Regions from separate parts of the Zea mays genome. Here all the other regions are linked to region 2. A link is a contact called in public Hi-C data. All regions are on one chromosome and are shown on one strand. Each heading gives the region's core, a stretch centred on a gene start, on an enhancer-like site or on the middle of the called end of the contact. The rest is flanking DNA. Distances are from core to core; before and after follow the strand shown. Region 1 holds the start of LOC103635100 (protein transport protein SEC23). Region 2 holds the start of LOC103635101 (protein ABC transporter 1, mitochondrial). Region 3 holds the start of LOC103635106 (craniofacial development protein 1). Region 4 holds the start of LOC100501719 (Dihydrolipoyl dehydrogenase).

Region 1 (3,163 bases), core at 646-3,145, 270 kb before region 2:
GGAGAGATCCTAGGTGATGTCTAGGCTCAGCAGGCCGACCTAGACTCCTCTAATCGACGTAGAGTCGACGAGAAGCGAAGAATTTGGGGATTGGAAGGCTAAACTAGAACTAGACTAGAACTACTCCTAGGAAATAAATGCGAAATAGAAGTGTTATTGATTCGATTGATTCCTCCAAATCGGCCGTATACCTCTCTATTTATAGAGGAGGGGGGCTCCTCTGAGCAGAGAGCACCGCTGTTGGTTCGTGTTGAGTGATTGGCGCTCTAAAAAGGTGTCAACATACTTTTTGGCGACTCCGCTGGGGTCAACACGTCTAGACCCATCAAATTGGCCCTCAATGGCCGGTTCAAGGGATTGTTCTGAAGTCTCCCCCAGCAACATTATAGAGTCGACTTGGGAAACCTTGCCGGCTGACGAACAGCTCCAGTTCAAGGAGCATAAGGAGCAGCTGATTCAAGAGGCGAGAGCAAAGTTCCTGGCCAACTTCAAGGTGAACAGGAACAATAAAGTCGTCCGACAACGGGCGACGGATCCGGCTTCGCTCCGACCCACACCAGATATCCCCAATGTAAGTAATACAAACGAGCTACAATCTCTTAAGAATTATGTAGATGAACAGCAAGAACAAATGCAGAATATCATAGGGGGTATGCAAAATGATTATAGGAGACTAGTACGTGCATTTGATAAATCTAGTATAGCAAATTTTCCTTCGCACGAGGTTGAATTAGGGGGTAACACACGTAATACATTCCGAGCTAATTCCGTAAATCTAGCTAACAACCGTAGCACAAAACTCGGAACCCTAAACTGCTCTGCGCACGCGCGGACCGTCCGGCCCACAGGCGCGGACCGTCCGGACCGCGGGCCGTCTGACCTCAGGGCCGGACCGTCCGCCAGCTCAATTTAGTGCTGAACACATAGTAAAACATCAAATATCTCAATGCCACATCCCAACGATCACACTACGAAACACCACTCGAGGCCACTTCAAACTTTGATCGAGGGTATGGTTTGACCATCTTCTGAAAACAGATTTTGAGACCAGCTCACCAAATTGAACTGATCCCTCGGGGCTAGTGTTAGAGCGAAGGACAAACACGACCTCGATCATACTTTGATCAGACTTATCCGGCTACAATTAATCATATTTTAGCGCAGGGTTAGCCTGTAAGCCCCTTTGATTCTATAGTATGTTTAGGTTAATGTACCTTACAACTCTGTTAACCCTATTGAGGTAAATATTCTCATAATGTAGCAGATAATCGAATGTTTAATGATATTTGGAACCCAACAATTCGCTCCATTACCTATAAATACCTAACCGCGACGACTTGTGTTACATTTTGCATTGCACACAGAAAGCAAGGCGTTGTTGCCTCCTAGGGATGGCAATTCTGCCCGCGGGCACGTGTATTCGCGGGTTTCGTACCCGATGGTCATGTATACGAGTAAGAAATCTCGCCCACGGGTAAGGATACAAGCAACACTTCTCACTCGCGGGTAATTGACGGATATAAAATTTCGCCCGCAGGTATTACTCATCCGCTTAATTTACTAGCCCGTCAAAATATCCCCATGCCACCGGCCCACAGGCTACATCCTAGTCGATTATGTTTGTCGACTTATGTTTGAGACTTATATTTGTGGATGATCGATCGTGTTTGTGGACTTTGAAGTTTGAACTATATTTCTTGCCAATATATTATGTCTGTCAAGTTGTTGATGTTTTTGGTGAAATGAATATGACCACATACTCGTATGGTATTTTCTGGCGAGTACAGGTACGGGGCGAAAATTTTACCCGCAAGCTCTCACGAGCACGGGTAAACACTAGGGACGCGAATATATTGGCGGACGAATAAATAACTTACTCGCACTTTATCCGACCTGCTGCCATCCCTGGTGCCTCCACCCTCCCGCCTCGAGAGTCCAGAGTTGAACCAGCTTCCCTGCCTGGCTGCATTTGCAAACGGTAGGAACCCAGCCGGCCTACCCGCGCCGTCGGGCCGCAAGCATTTCTACTAATCTGCTCTTCTCGTAGACAGAAAACCCGCGAGCCCCGAGCCCCGACCAATAGGAAGCCGAGGTCCAGCCGTAGTGACGTCGATTTCGATTAACCCGAGCGGCGCAAATCCGGTGTCACCGAAGCACATCTTCCATCTCCAGCAATTCTTCCTTCCTCCTCGTCGCATTCCACGTCCGGATCTCAAATTGTCCCATCCCGTGCTCCTCCTCCCCGATCCCATCCCTCCGCTCCAGATCCGCACGCCGCCACCGGATCCGCAGCCAGCGCGGCCGGCATGGAGGAGACGCCGCCGGGGCAGCGCCCGCAGCCGCCGCCGGCGCACGCGTCTCCTCCGTTCGCCTCGGCGCCCTTCACACCGCCGCCGCGCGTCTTCTCTCCAGGCCTCGCCGCCGCGCGGGGCACGCCCAGCCCCGGCTCGGGGCCCGGCCACGCGCTGCCGCACCTCAGCACGCCACCCGGCCCGCCCGTCTTCTCCTCGCCGCTGCGCCCTGCGGCCGTGCCCTTCCGCGCCACCCCGGCCTCTCCCCACCCCGTGTCCTTCGCCGCTTCGGGGGGCTACTCCTCGTCCTCCTCCGCCACTGCCGCTACCACCGCCTCCCTCCCCACCTCATCAGCGCCGCACTTTCTCAACGGCGCTGCCACGCTTCACGGGGACCATGCCCCTGCGCCATCATCAATCCAGGGAGACGGCCTCGACAGTCCCTATGTACAGTTCTCCGCAAACAAGGTGAACGCCCTTCTACATCTCAACTGTGGTGTGTACAAATAAGCACAGTGCCATTTCGATCAGATCACAAATTCGTTCATGGATACAAAGCATGCCTCCACCCGCACACCCATTTACATGGTTTTGGAAGCCAGCGTTGATTCTGGTTTGCCTTTTGCTATTCTAGGTTCTGAAGCAGAAGAAGCTGCTCAATGCCCCTAGCTTGGGGTTCGGAGCTCTGGTTTCTCCAGGGAAGGAGGTGTCACCTGGCCCAGAGGTTGTGGAGCGTGATCCACGCCGTTGCCTGAACTGTGGCGCCTATGTGAACTTGTACTGTGATGTCCAGATCGGCTCCGGGCAGTGGCAATGCGTCATTTGCAAGAAGCTCAATGGCAGCGAGGGGGAATTCGTTGTCTCCAGCAAGC
Region 2 (3,180 bases), core at 337-2,836:
GCTCTATCAAGAAAAAGACCTTTAGGAATGAGATTTGTGTAAGTTAGAAGTAGCCTAACATTCTCAATATCACTTTCTATACTATCTGCAACCCCAGGGTATTGTATTTTCATGACAACATCTGATCCATCCTTCAAAACTGCTCGATGGACCTGGTTGAAAGAAAAAAGAAATGATATATAAATAAAGGATATGCTTAACACTTTAACAGAGAGAGCAGCACACAACAACATACTTAGTATAATAGAGTGCTAAGATAAATGCTCAAATTTCACAATTGGTGGATTTTTTACATAGGTAGGGCAACTTTCGCTGCTGAACCAACCTGGCCAATGCTAGCTGCAGCTAGCGGTTCATAGTCGAAACTCCTCAACCTGGAGGACCAGTCAGGACCAAGCTCGGCATCAAGGACTGAATTTAGCTGCTTCCTTGGCATAACATCAGCACCTTGACGAACAATATCAAGAGCTGCTAACACCTACATTAAGTTGGTCAAAGATCAATTTGAATACACTTGGTGGACATCACAAGGCTATGGCAAACGAAGCATTAAGCAAAAGGATGGACTAAAACTGTGGCATCAAAATTAAGATCCTACCGGCGGAGGTACAAGGGATTCGTCCTGGATGCTCAGCATCTGCCCCACCTTGAGCGCTGCTCCCCGCATCCTGCAGAGCGCAAGTGCAACACGCTCGGCATTCTGATCAGACAAGAATGGGGAGAGCGCTGATCGCTTGCCCTCTGTGTCCACCGGGGTGCCATACATTACCCGACGGGCCGACTCCTGAACAGTGCCCCACGCTAACCCGGCGCCCAGTCCTGCAAACCTTAGTTGTACCGGCACATCACCAAAAAAAAAAAGACACAAATCATTCATCATCTCCAATTCAGATGAGCAGACTCAAACTGAAACAAACGTGCATTATTTTAAATTTCAGTTGAGATGGATGTGAGTTCAATACCGTACCCGAGTGCTCTGGTGAAGGGCGTGGATGGAACCTTCCGTTCCCGCAGCCGCCTCCTCTTCTCCCCAGGCGCCGCTGAGGCCAAAGGGGGCGCCTGTTGGGGCAAAGGCGAGGGATCGGGAGGAGGTGCCGCAGGTTCGGGCCTGTCCGCCGCGACGGCAGCAGGTTCGGCTGCAACGGAGGCGGTTGTACCAGTTCGGACGGTCTCCTGCGTCCGCGCGGGGTGCGGGGCCTCTTGCGCTGGCGGCGGACGCTCCAGTGCATGATCTTGCGGCGACGCCGTGGCTTCATCGTGGGAGAAGTACACGACGGAGGAGGGGCGGGAGGATTCGGTGGCGGGCAGCGGTCCTGCGCCTGGAGGGTGCGGCGGACGGCGCGGGGTGCCTCTGGTGAGGCCGGCGAGGTCGGTGGTGGCAAGGAGCGCAGACCTGAGGACATCACGCAGGGAGGTACCCCGCGTGGCCTCGCGCGCGACGAGGGCGACACCGTCGAGCAGGCGCCGGAGATCCCTGGACGCCATGGAAAGGGAAGGCGTGGAAGGCCCCTGGACCAGGAACCAGAGCGGAGCTGCGTGGTCCGCGGAGGCGGGGCAAGCGCGGTGAGACTCGCACGGGCACGGCACCGCTTGGTGTTGGGCCCCTCACAAGTTTCACTTTGTTGTGGGCCGCCTACGTGGCTTGTTAGCTAGGCCGAAGCCCATCAGTGGTCTAGTTGCTTCCACGACAATGGCTACCGCCGGCCTCAAACGTAAACCATTATCATTATTAAACGTAAATCATTATCATTCACGTTACATTTCATAAATAAAACAGCATCTAATAAGTTAGTTGATAGCTTTTGATAGTGTCCTGCATGGTCAGTATGGAGTGGAGACTGCGGACTACATTGAAAGGATAGAGAGAAATACTATTTTTGTAAGTTTTAGCTGATTTTAGTTGTCCAACCCAGCTAATAAACTAATTATTAATTGGGAACCCGATCTTCAAATAATAATGATGTGGTAAATGCACATGATATTATCTTAACTACATATTCAACATTTGAATATATTTTTATATATAGCTTGGAATACTCTGGTTTTACTTTACTGCTCGGTTCTATCTATTCTATATTACTTTATTTCTTCTTCCTTATGGATTTATATACACTGGAATACTCTTGGTTAAAAGACTATGCGCTTGAGGATCATATCTAATTGATATAAGAAACGGCAGTAGAGTCATCTATTGGTGTTTTTAATTTATTCATTTCATTAAAAATTCGGTCGGGAAAGAATGATCGCCCAACCAGCACCATATTAAGAAAAGACCGAAATAATGGTCCTAACCGAAAAAATCATCGAACTTTGGCTTTTCTATCACTAATGGGTCGACGTCAACCATCCACTTTGCAATGCCCCAACCGGAGGGTGGCGCATAGGACATCGTAACCTAAGAGTGGATGAGCCACAACAAGGGGATTTTGTAATGTTATTATTCGATGAGCCACACCAAGCCCGAAAATTTGTCCCGGGTGGAATCGAACCTAAGACATGGAGGTGCTACTCGAAAGCCTTAACCACTAGGCTAGAGGTCCTTTCGCATTCATTCATTTCATTAAGACAATTGATTTTGCAACGTTATTATTCGATATTAATAAAGCAATGTGTTTTTTTTGTATATGCACTATATGATGACGCTATGCATGTCATTGCAATCCTAGCACATGTATAGTGAGAATTCGGTTTGGTTCTTAAAATCGTGTGTAATAGAAGTGGTATTCGAGTCGTGCTAACTATAGGACGTGAGCCTAGAACAGATCTAGCCAATAGAAAAAAAATCGCCTAAATATGTGTTTTTGTCAAAAGGTTATTGTTAACTCATCCATACTCATCTATTCAATTCGGAATCTTACCTTGTAAGTCTTATATCTTTTTGTCCATAAGATGGCATATACCAATTAGGCTGCTAGCAAGTGCCCCAAAGGTCATGTCGATTTTGGTTCCAAGGAACCTGTCGGTATCCTGAAACTAGGGTACCCCTTACTACTATATAAAGACGCAGTACCCACACGACTATCTTTAGTCACGTGGTAAAAGAGCTGTATGTGGGACCAGGCCATGACTCGCCCCAGCCTCGGGTGACTACTCTGGGCCAGTAAACAGCGCCTGACCCCACCACATGGGTGGGTCCGGGGCCGCCACGTGTCCAGAGAAAGTGATATACTCCAAGGCATC
Region 3 (3,118 bases), core at 284-2,783, 320 kb after region 2:
GATTAGATCTAGTGTTTAGAGATCAAGTAACCCTCTCTATATAAGGAGAGGGATTGTATCAATTGAAGATAAGCAAGAGATTAAAAAGAAATCCCTTCTCTCTTGCCGGACGTGGGGAAATCCCTGCGGCCGGCCTCCCAGCGCCCCTAAACCTAGCCGTTACCCTCAAACCCCTCGCAGGTCACCCATTGAACGGTACCGCGAGTACTGTAGCACTGTCCAGCGCTGGTGCTACTCATCCATGTGAACAGTGCCACGCTTCCCCAGCCAACAGCCTGGCGACAAGTGTCGGGGTCCTAGTCCTAGACCCCAAACTTACCGCTCGTACTACCTCCGTAACCCTAGATTGATAACAAAAGGTCACCACGCTCAAGTAGCTTGGAGGTCAAAACTGATTCTACTGGAAGTTATCTGATCAAATCTTTTAATTGGTTTTTTATTCTAAGGGGCTGTTTGGTTTCTAGGGACTAATGTTTAGTCCCTTCATTTTATTCCATTTTAGTCTATAAATTGCCAAATATAGAAACTAAAATATATTTTTAGTTTCTATATTTAGCAATTTTGGAACTAAAATAGAATAAAATGTAGGGACTAAAAATTAGTCCCTAGAAACCAAACACCCCCTAAATAGGGAGTTGTGTTGTTTCTTATTCTTGTGCTGGCTACACAAATGGTTTACTCTCTCCATCTGTGAGAAAGGAATGGTGAAGTTAACAGGACTAAGTGCTAAAAGGTCAGAACCCTTACAAACATGTTCTCGAGGGACAAAACAAAAAATGAACTGCATGTTCCAACATAACCATCTTGCAATGCATCCCACAAACCCAGGGGCCTGTTTATGCATTTCAGGCTGTTATCTCATCCTAATTAAGCGCCTTGCATAAATTAGTCATCGTATCTGAAGAGGTAAAACTGCAGACTTGTCCTATCAACAATCCTCTTTGTCCCGGAGCGGTGGAGCTGAAGCATGAAAAGGAGTACTTTCACATCCATGGTAGGACAAACTGTAGGTACGCTGTTAACAATCTAATGGCAAGGTTTGACCATATGCATTATCTAATCCTAATGCAGCCACTGTACAAGGGAAAGCAAGTAACGAACAGTAATCTTATCAGGAGCCGTACAGGACTGCGATACCCAGCACACACATACATGTTACAAATTACAGAGAGGAAGATCCCTGCACTCAAGGTGGAATTGGACGCGCAAATCCCACAAGGAGCGCACCAACTAACTTGTCATCTCCCTTTCCATTTTTTTTACCTGCGAGGAACTGCAATTCCATGGATTCAACCAAGCAAAAGCATTCCATGCATCCAATATTTGTTTGGGGATTAGTACCTGAGGCTCCCACGTCGCCTATAGAGCTAGTTGACGCCATCTCCGAATCAATCCCTCGCCTCCCCGGCGGTTGTTGCTTCGGCTCCGCTCGGGACTCGGCCGGCGGAAGCGGAGGTGTCGCCGCAGCAAGACAGAGAAAGAGAGAGGAGAGGATAAACGAACTGGGGCACAAAAGTTACGAGGCCCAAACCAACCTCCGGGGGAACACAAAAGGGATTAGAAAATGAAGCGCATGCGGCCCAACTCTCATCACAGGAGGCCCATATGTGCCGTCCGATCCAAATCCTTTTGGATCCAGTGGGAGAGAGCACCCGACCCGAGCTATAAAAGAATCATCTCTCCCCTCTTGAACCCTAGCCTCCGCCCATACACACACAGCCCCATCCCGCCGCCGCAGGCGAGAACCAGCGCCACCTTAGGTTAGGGCGGCCGCCGCCGGAGAAGTGCGCGGTTGCCAAGATGCAGATCTTCGTGAAGACCCTGACGGGGAAGACCATCACGCTGGAGGTGGAGTCCTCGGACACCATCGACAACGTGAAGGCCAAGATCCAGGACAAGGAGGGCATCCCGCCGGACCAGCAGCGCCTCATCTTCGCCGGCAAACAGCTCGAGGATGGCCGCACCCTCGCCGACTACAACATCCAGAAGGAGTCGACGCTGCACCTGGTGCTCCGCCTCAGGGGAGGCGCCAAGAAGCGCAAGAAGAAGACGTACACCAAGCCCAAGAAGATCAAGCACAAGCACAAGAAGGTGAAGCTGGCCGTGCTCCAGTTCTACAAGGTTGACGACGCCACCGGCAAGGTCACCCGCCTCCGCAAGGAGTGCCCCAACGCCGAGTGCGGCGCGGGGGTCTTCATGGCCAACCACTTCGACCGCCACTACTGCGGTAAGTGTGGCCTCACCTACGTCTACAACCAGCAGGCGTAGGATGCCCCTCCTTTCTGTCGGGAAGGAAAATGGGAAGTCTTGCTAGGTGATAATCCTTTTTGCTTTGTTTTGTTTTGTTGCAATGGTAGTAGTTTCTTGGAACAGAACACCTGTATCTCTTTTGGCGACGCGTAGTTTGGGTTTAATTATATCATGTTGTTATGGGTCCTGTCAAGCACTGTTGAATTCGAATGGTTTTTGAATTAATCTTGTACTATGTTTTTATGATGCCATTCTCGGCCCCTGAATTAATTTGCGAATTACTGTGTGCAATCGATCGGATACATGTCGCTATTCGTTTTGTTTAGCATGTGATGACTCGTATCGTCGTATGCTTGCAAAACGGTGCTGCTTCTGGTTACTATCATGTCTTTTGTTTAAATAGTGTATGCCGCGCGCCGCGATGTCAAAATCGTCTGTGAGATCTTAAATTGTACATAAGTATTATGTCTGAATTAAGAACCAGGTGCACAATTTTTTTTAGAGGTCTAAGGCAATAACATAAAAGTCAAGAGCACATAAGCGTTTGGTAGCATCAGCAATATTTATCATGAGGACTAAAGTCATGGATATGAGTTCGAAAATGACCAAGTGGGTGACCTTTAAAATAACATTTGGAACGAAAAACATTAATATGTACGAAACATAGTTCGTCAGTGAGTGAATCTCTACTTAGTAAGGGGCAAAGTATAAATGAATCTAATGGTCTCAAGTGAACCCCCTCCCAAAAAAAAATGCCTTTGCGTTTGTCACATCTGAAGCAACATTACACACTCAGTAAAGTTAAAAACTAAAATAGGAACTCAATAGCTAGAAGTTGATATCCAAACAGTGCCCCCCCTATCTTCTG
Region 4 (2,891 bases), core at 1-2,500, 420 kb after region 2:
AAACAGTGTATAAATCCAATATCAAATATGCTCATCTCAAATCCCAAAAAAATGAAATGAACATTACTAGGTTGATGATCCCAGGAGATACTACAATATAAATCTTACATTCGAGTTATTGAATGAATGGAAGCCTCTAACCAAGAAATCTAAATCCCATGTAATCCACTTATACCATAAAAATGAAGAATGTCGCTGGATGATCTCATGAAAACTATCAACTTACATGTCTTTAAGGAGCTTGTCTCCAATACAAATATAAGATACTCAACACATAGACATGAACAATACTCTACAGCAAGTAAAAAGCGGGGAAGACAAAGCGCTTCCATTTATGCTGCACTGCATAGGTAGCCAGGTTGCCAAAATACGGCCAGTCATTTTTCCATGAAGGTAGCCAAGTTGCCAAAATATTTGTTCATGCCTGTGATGTACACAAAACAATACCGGCAACTTCAATGATGCTGTACTAAAAAATATCACCAAGGAGACGCCAACAAACCAAATTTCAAAGAAACACACATAAACAAGCACTTAATACAATATCTCGCACAAGATTCGGGATGGAAACAGAAGCAGAGACAAACTGAACACTTTTAAGCATAACAGGAGACTGGTTCATAATTAATACCAATAATTCACATATATTTTGAACAAAAATTTATGTGCAATCACGCGTGCAGAGGGACACAGTATTTGACAACTAATGCTGTGAAACTGCTTCTGAAATCCTAATAGCAGTGTAAAAAGCTCTCAGGATCACCAACTTTATCCGCTGGTTAAAGCACACGCCCAAACAACAGCATCATCAAGGGCCTAACAGGTTAGGTTCACCGCCATATGACCTAGTGTAGCCCCAAATCAACCGCGATTCTCAGACTCTGACAGATCTAACACCCAAAGTCATACATCACGTAGCAACAAAGAGATTGGTGTAGTACAGCAATGGGGGCAGGAGAGGGAGACGGCGAGCTAGGGCATCACCTTGGATGGAATGCATCCGACGTTGAGACAGGTCCCGCCGAGGGTGCCCCTCTTCTCGATGCAGGTGGTCTTGAGCCCCAGCTGCGCGGCCTTGATCGCCGCCACGTACCCTCCGGGCCCGCCACCCACCACCACCACATCGCTCTCCTCGCCCGCCGCCGCGTACGCCCTCCAGGCGGACAAGGCCGCCTGCGGCCGCCGCAGCACGGCCTCCGCGGCACGCCGCCTCGCTAGGATCGCCAGCATCATCTCTCTCCGCGGGCGCTTCCTTGGCCGTCCCTGCCCGAAGAAAAGATCCTTGTGCGCTGGAGAGAGAGGGAGGAAGGGAGAGAGTTGAGATGGGAAGAAGAGGGGGTGGGCGTGGGGAAATGGAACGGAGGAAGCAAAAGCAAAAAGGAAAGCAACCAAGGGCCTTGGAAGCACCTGTTTTTAAAAAACTAGTTTATGGAATTGATATAGTTCTAAATATATATTTGTGCCTTATAAAAGTTTATAGAAACTGATTCTTAAAAATCTGGAAGCTAGCCTCTCCTAGCTAATGCTAATTTATAAAAACTGTGATAGTTTCAAATATCATTAACCAATTTTTTTGCATAAACTAGTTTCTAGAAACTGTAGATACTGGATTCTTAAAAACTAAGGTGCTGTTTGGTTCAAAAAATGTAACGCAAATGGTAATGGTAATGGTTTCGGCTCGATTACTGGCGGTAACAAATTTGAATAAGCTGGTATCAAATTATAGCGTGGTATCTGATTACGGTTGGACTAAAACAAACATGATTTAACGTTATCCGTTACCTATTACGTTACAATTATGTGAACCAAACAGCACCTAAGTTGCTTCCAAACACGGCTCTAAGAATCCAGTTTCTATAAATTGGTTTATAAAAAACTAGTTAATGGTATTTATAACCACCTCAGTTTTCATAAACTAGTTTTAGCAAGGGATGTTAGCTTCTTGGTTTTTAAGAAACCAAGAATCCAGTTTCTATAAACTGAGACATAAACTGGTATATTTGGAACCACCTCAGTTTCATAAATCAGTTTCGTAAAAACTGGGTGCTTCCAAACATGCCCTAAGGCTATTCCAAACCCATGGTTTCTTGCACCATATCATATGCTACTATAGAATATATAATTGTTCCAATACATAGTATTATACATTATTTTATACCTCCTACAAGACAATTAAATGCTAGATATGTACGAAAGTATGAATTGTAGGCTACTTAGATGGTTCTGATTTTAATGTCTATGATATCATGCCAGAGTGGTATCTCAACATGATATCGCTTTATTCTCTCACCTCTTTGACTCACATGCCACATCAGCAACATATCCTACGTGGTACATATTAAAGTCTATGATACTGTTGGCATCGATCCGGGCGCCAATCACTAGGAGTTGTTTTGCTTGCTAGGCTCTATGCAGCAGCGTGGACGGTCCATGGCGCAGGATCGGACAGTCCGCGACCTAGCGATAGGAGCGGGTTTCTCTGCGTCGAGTCGGACGGTCTGCGTCTAGTGGTCGGACAGTCCGCGTGTGCGCAGGGGCGACGGCGTTCGCCAACAGCACCTGGATCTCACCTCTCGGGAGGGACCCCGTCAGGGAGGAGAGATCCTAGGGTTTGTCTTATGATTGGCAGACCACCCAAGATGACGTAGAGTCGAAGAGAGGTAAAGATTGAGATGAAGAAGGCTACGTTACTGGCTACTCCTAGGGCAAAAAGTAAAGGAACGGAAGATATATTGAATTGATTCGATTATTGATGTCTACGATTGATCGTACCCCTTCATATATATATAAGGGGGAGGTCTAGACTTGCTCCTAGGCGTTCCCCAACAGAATCTGCGAGTTTAGATGCATAAACACGCACGATAAAGGGGTTAATCATGTCTGATCTAATC

The links. Hi-C and Micro-C count contacts between places; a contact is called where the count stands out from the background.
Region 1: a contact with region 2 is called in a Hi-C map of endosperm, with 3 times the contacts expected there. The contact joins the promoter of LOC103635100 here to the promoter of LOC103635101 in region 2. A contact is called at or near these places in 6 of 25 Hi-C or Micro-C datasets (bundle sheath, ear, endosperm and 2 more).
Region 3: a contact with region 2 is called in a Hi-C map of ear, with 3 times the contacts expected there. The contact joins the promoter of LOC103635106 here to the promoter of LOC103635101 in region 2. A contact is called at or near these places in 6 of 25 Hi-C or Micro-C datasets (bundle sheath, ear, endosperm and 2 more) and 1 of 3 datasets of contacts at active chromatin or transcription factors (leaf).
Region 4: a Hi-C map of endosperm shows a contact between it and region 2, with 4 times the contacts expected there. The contact joins the promoter of LOC100501719 here to the promoter of LOC103635101 in region 2. A contact is called at or near these places in 2 of 25 Hi-C or Micro-C datasets (ear and endosperm).

The regions. Positions count from the first base shown.
Region 1 is chr8:39,601,796-39,604,958 of Zm-B73-REFERENCE-NAM-5.0, forward strand. It overlaps LOC103635100 (protein transport protein SEC23), which reads left to right and starts at 1,896. Exons shown (of 5, transcript XM_008657643.4): 1 at 1,896-2,759; 2 at 2,926-3,163. The coding sequence starts at 2,307.
Region 2 is chr8:39,874,481-39,877,660 of Zm-B73-REFERENCE-NAM-5.0, forward strand. It overlaps LOC103635101 (protein ABC transporter 1, mitochondrial), which reads right to left and starts at 1,587. Exons shown (of 8, transcript XM_020542570.3): 1 at 968-1,587; 2 at 599-827; 3 at 326-478; 4 at 1-152. The coding sequence starts at 1,485.
Region 3 is chr8:40,193,224-40,196,341 of Zm-B73-REFERENCE-NAM-5.0, forward strand. LOC103635106 (craniofacial development protein 1) reads right to left here and starts at 1,534. Exons shown (of 4, transcript XM_008657651.4): 1 at 1,342-1,534. The coding sequence starts at 1,381. LOC101027200 (ubiquitin-40S ribosomal protein S27a-like) reads left to right here and starts at 1,715. Exons shown (of 1, transcript NM_001112002.2): 1 at 1,715-2,501. The coding sequence starts at 1,801. The coding sequence ends at 2,268.
Region 4 is chr8:40,295,652-40,298,542 of Zm-B73-REFERENCE-NAM-5.0, forward strand. It overlaps LOC100501719 (Dihydrolipoyl dehydrogenase), which reads right to left and starts at 1,251. Exons shown (of 2, transcript NM_001365525.1): 1 at 985-1,251; 2 at 1-424.